Regions from separate parts of the Zea mays genome. Here region 1 is linked to region 2. A link is a contact called in public Hi-C data. All regions are on one chromosome and are shown on one strand. Each heading gives the region's core, a stretch centred on a gene start, on an enhancer-like site or on the middle of the called end of the contact. The rest is flanking DNA. Distances are from core to core; before and after follow the strand shown. Region 1 holds the start of LOC100193843. Region 2 holds the start of LOC103635404 (calcium-dependent protein kinase 1).

The links. Hi-C and Micro-C count contacts between places; a contact is called where the count stands out from the background.
Region 1: a contact with region 2 is called in a Hi-C map of ear, with 1.9 times the contacts expected there. The contact joins the promoter of LOC100193843 here to the promoter of LOC103635404 in region 2. A contact is called at or near these places in 2 of 25 Hi-C or Micro-C datasets (ear and leaf).

What each region holds. Positions count from the first base shown.
Region 1 is chr8:78,074,398-78,077,191 of Zm-B73-REFERENCE-NAM-5.0, forward strand. LOC100193843 reads right to left here and starts at 1,544. Exons shown (of 6, transcript NM_001346775.1): 1 at 583-1,544; 2 at 1-72. The coding sequence starts at 1,424.
Region 2 is chr8:77,165,765-77,168,464 of Zm-B73-REFERENCE-NAM-5.0, forward strand. It overlaps LOC103635404 (calcium-dependent protein kinase 1), which reads right to left and starts at 1,394. Exons shown (of 8, transcript XM_008657859.3): 1 at 429-1,394; 2 at 1-78. The coding sequence starts at 1,152.

The sequences.
Region 1 (2,794 bases), core at 294-2,793, 910 kb after region 2:
TCAGCCGGATCAGACTGGTTTGCACTTCCAGCCAGTGTGAAGTGCGTCTTTGCCTTCTCAACCATCCCAAGCCTGCAATATGGTCAGTCCGTCAGTCAATGTGCAACCGAGAAAAACTTCCATTTTCGATTGTGCAGTCGTAAACATCAACACCGCCAGGACCGCTGTTCATCGAGTACACAATTATCCCCCGTCGTGGTCAAAGCACAATCGATCATGCAGGAAAGCAGTCCCTATCAGCTGCATTGTGTGATGTTAAGTCCACATTAACCCACTGCAACATACTACTAACTATAAAGACGCAAACTTTCTCATGCATGTTCCTCATGTAATCACAGGAACAGAGCTTTTACTTCCAAGACAAGAAAACAAACGGTAATGATCAGCAACGTAATCTGGTAAACATGGCGCAAGGAACTGAATGAAAAGGAGCAGCATATTGGATTTGCACGCAAGCAAGGCGGATACAAGGATGCGAGGTCCTGTGGGCGCAATTCCATTCGATTCAATTTCCGGTGCAGAAGAGCAGGAGAACAGGCTTACAGGCACCGCAGACAAGACAAGCGAAGGAGAAAATCTCACCTGAGGCATAAGCCGGCGAGGCGGCCGTGCGCGCGGCCGCTGGCCGGATCGAGGCGGACGGCCTCCTCACACTCGCGGAACGCTTCTGCTAGGCGCCCGAGCCCGATGAGCGCGGCGGCGCGGTTGCCGCGGCACGCGGCGCTGTCGGGGCACAGCGCCACGGCACGGTCGTAGTGGCGCAGCGCGTCGGCGTGGCGGCCCTTCTTGTACCACTCGTTCCCCGCGCGAGTAATCTCCTGCAGGCCACCGCTGGTGGCCGGCGGCGCTGGCGCAGGGCAGCTCGCCGGGGACCTCGACCTCGAGGAATTGCTGCCGTGGCCGTGGAGCAGCGGGGCCGCGTCACCGCTGGTCCTCGCGGGAGTCGCTCCCCCGCCGCGGCGCATGATGCTGCCGTGGCCGTAGTGGCCGGTACCGGATCCGAGCACGGCCGGGCGAGCGCGCGGCGGCTGCGTGGCTGCTGCCGCCGCCGCCGCCCCGGCGACGCGGCAGATGTTGCCGGTGGGGAGCGCATTGGTGAGCGGCGAGCTGGCGGTGGTGCTGCTGCTGGCACCGGAGAAAATGAGCGGGCCAGATCCGGCGCGACGGTGGCCAGGCGGGTTGGTGCTCTCCTGCGCCAGCTCGCCCGAGTGGTTCCCCCGGCCTCCCCTCCCCGCGGCCGCATTACCGGGCGCCGGCGACTTGGCGGAGCCGGACGAGGAGGACGAGGTGGAGGGCGTCGCTGCCGGGCGCAGGCGCAGCGGCGAGACCGGCGAGCCAAGATCCGCGAAGACGTCGGCTTTCCGGTCCGGCTTGTCCCTGGCGCCGCCGCCGGCGTCGTGCAGCGTGAGGTCGGCCTCTGCCATCACCGGAGGTCGCGTGGGTGGGTGACGGGCTGACGGCAGCCGACGCGAGCGGCGGCGGCGGGGGCAGTCCCCTCGCCGACAACGCGCTGGCAGAGGCAGGCATACAAGGGAGGGAAGTACACTGCTGGTGAAGGAGTGCGTGTACGTATGTATGTGCGTGCGGTGGTGGGGTCTGCTTTGCTGTTCCTGTGCAGCTGTCCTCTCTTCTCTCACCAACTAAACCAACTATAGATGCTAAGGGGGTGTTTGGGAACAAAGTTTTTCTGCAGTTTTGGAAGAATACTGCAGTATTCTTAAATACTGCAGTATTATATACATAATGGTGTTTGGCAAGCTGGGTAAAATCTCTGTTTTCAAAACTGAAGTATTGCAAATACTATAGTTGTTTTAAGGCATTCTAAACTTAGCTCTGGACCTCAGTTTTCAAAACTGCGGTATTATAAACTACGGTATTGTCATAACTAAAGTATAGTATAGTATTTCAAAAACTGTGGTTTTCAAAAACTTTGTTCCCAAACAGGGCCTAAAGTGTAAATATCATCAGTTATTTTAACCATAACAAAAAATAACTTTATAGGATCACCTATATATACATTGGTGGTTATAGATCACTCGTTGGGTCACTCATATATACAAAGATTAAACATCTATCAAAATGGTATATTATACAAATATCAATTATATCTATCTAAATATCATTACAAAAATTCTAGCATCATTTAACTATTCATTCAACAACACCAAAGATAATTGGATAAAGTAGCAACACTAGGATAGTACTACATAGCACATTACATGTTATGTTACATGATCATCAAATAATCGTTAAGCCATTTATGACGCTATAGCCCAAAATGTTGTTAAATAGTAAAAAAGATGGGTGACTGAAACCAAATTTCACGATTTTGGGCTAAATTTATACTGGGTATTTTATACCCACAAATTAACAGGCAATCAGGCATGGTTGAGGGCATAACGTTCTAATACTCGTTTACCCATTGGGTGGAAGATTTTTGCCTAATAAAAGATCCACAGATAGAATATTTAGTCCATATACATACCCTAATGGAATAAAAACCTATTGGGTATCAGGCTGCGGGTATCCATTGCCATCTCTATCTCTAACCCTGCTAGTGTAGTAGTGTGGTAGTAGTCGAAACAGGAAAAAGTGAGAGGGAAGGGACTGGGGAGTGGTAAAAGGATAAGGTCATAAGGGCCTCTTTGACACGGCACGTAACAAACGGTAAAAAAAACAGTTTTTCGTCGAGAGCCTTTTAAAGAGCTGGAGTTGTTTTTTTGTTGACAGCTAGAGCATTGAAAATGTGGTCTCTATCGGTCCCTTCTACATTTTCCTCATACATTATTCTAAA
Region 2 (2,700 bases), core at 144-2,643:
CCTCAGCTCCGTATCGCCGCTTGAGCACCTCTGGGGCGACGTAGTAAGCGCTGCCGACAAGATCCCTGAACTGCTCGCCTGCATTGCAATCGATCATCGATCGTTTTCAGTTTCAGTTGAGTTGGACACAGTACAGATGAGTGGGAGCTGAATCGCTGAGACCAAATCAAACAACAATCATTCCTCCTCTAGACTCTAGTTAAAGCACGAGTCAATCAAACAGCAAAGTTTCCTCCTCTTGGTATCTGCTGGATTCCCACATGAGGATAAGGAAGAGGATGAGCGTCTGTCTATGGAATCGAAGCAGAATCATACATAGCGAGTAGGACTGAAATCGAATGGGCATCCGAGACTGATGGATTTCCAAAACGGTGAATAGTAGTAGTAGTGAAGACTGAAGAGCAAAAGGGAATAGATAGGTTAGGTACCGGGCTTGAAGAAGACGGAGAGTCCGAAATCCGTGGCCTTGAGCGGCGAGTCCTCCCTCTTGTTAAGGAAGAGGAAGTTTTCGGGCTTGAGGTCCCGATGCATGACCCCCATGGAGTGGCAGCTGTGGACGACGGAGACGATCTCCCTGCAGAGGGCGGCGGCGGCACGCTCGGAGTAGTGCCCCCTCGCGATGATGCGGTCGAAGAGCTCCCCACCCTCGCACAGCTCCATGACGAGGTTGACGGAGTGGCGGTCCTCGTAGGCGCCCCGGAGCTCGACGATGCTGCGGTGGCCCGTGAGGTGGTGCATGATCTGCACCTCCCGGCGGACGTCGTCGACGTCGTCGCTGTGCGCGAGCTTCCGCGTCGCGATGGACTTGCACGCGTACCGGCGGCCGGTGGGCTTGTGCGTGGCCAGGTAGGTGACGCCGAACTGGCCCCGGCCCAGCTCCCGGCCGAACGTGTAGGACGCGCGCACGTCCTCCATCGGCCGGCCCAGCACGCGGCCGACGGTGGCCGCGCCCGGGGCGGCGGGGGAGGCGGCGGGGGGAGCCTGGTGTGGCGGCGGAGGACGTGGAGGTGGGGGCTGCTGCTGCTGCTTGGGCTTGTTGGGGCGGTTGTTGGGGTGCTGCTGGCCCTGCTGCTGCTTGGGCGGCGGCCGAGGAGGAGGGTGAGAAGACTGGTCGTGCGGCTGCGCGCGGTGGCGGGAGGCGCGGCCGCCCATGGCGCGCGAGCGAGTGTGATCAGGAGATGGGGAAGAGGCCCGAGGGAGGGGCGGAAGAGGATTGGGGGCAGGAGGAGGGGACTGGGAGGAGCATGAGCAGCTGAGGTGGAGGAGGAAGACGAGGAGGAAGCTGCATTGCTAGTTGCTACTGCCTTTGGTCTGGTCAGGGGGTGGGAAGGGGATTTGCGCGTGGACGAGTGGAGACGCACGGGTCGGCGGGCGACTGGTCTCCGTCCCTCTCCACGGACGCACGAACGCGGTGGGTTTTTTTATTTCTATTTTTTAAAACAAAATTTAAAACTAATTATTTTGGTAGAGTTTTTTAACTAACGTGTTTGATGGCGCCAATCTTTATAGAGTTCATACTGCTCTGCCTCGTCACTTAATCCCTCAAAGCCTTTTTTTTTTTGCTATATTTATCTTATCACCATACTCAAATCACAACATAATAAGCATATATTAAAAAACATTTATTCAATATGATCCTTAATTGAATATTTTCTTTACATGAATGTTAAGATCAATCAAGGTTTAATTTAATTCACATGATTTTATTTATATGAATCCACATCGATATGGTCAAGGCAATTCATAGTTTTTTTATACCCTCTTTATTTTGGCTTGACATTTTTAATATTCATCTCAACATCTATAATCATAAAGTAAGTTCAGTCCAAAACAGTGAATGCATAGGTATGAATAGGGCTATATCCCTTTGTACTTTTATGCCACACCTGAATTTAAGAGATAAAGACGAGTGTGTCTCATATGTACGTCAAAGAAGAACATCACATATAATGACAAAGTATATAGAGATAAATGCCACAAGTATTATTATTACATAGCGGAAGTCTTACAAAAATAAATGATAACAATAAGACGAACTAAATAGTTATTCCTTGTCGCCATCAAGCTGACACGGAGACGCCACCTAGATCAACTCGTACTCCTCCGTATAGGGCGGCTCCTCTTGGTCCACATGCTCTTCACCTATGGAGGGTTTATATATCGCAAGAGTGAGCTCACAAAAGATCATAGCTCAACAAGTTGTGGGGAATAATGTGCATGAACTCACCAAAGGTGGGAGTTCATGTGAACTGTAAGGCTAACCGACAAATAAGGGTTTAAAGCTGAGCATTGCTTTTAATAAGTTAGTCAAGTTTTATTAGCATTTACTAAATGTAAGTAAATACCAAACCAGAGTAATAATAGATCAAACTAATAATAAACCACAATGCGATGCAAATGACAAATTGAATTTAATTTCATAAATTAATCATGTGAGTGTTCGAGCCGCTCATGACCGTGAGCATGGCTGATATACCAGTTTTACACTTGCAGATGTTGCGCATCTTTACCCACAAGTCATGTTACCCATCTGCCAAGGGATCACGACTTCCCATACACCTCTACCAAGAAAGCGAGGTAGGGTAACACTACGAGGCCTTTACAAAGTTCCACTAGCTTCAAAAAACCCTCTACAGTTCTAGGAAGCTCCAATGCAGGGATCCCTCGCCTGACCGTCATCGCAGCAAAATCAACCCAAAG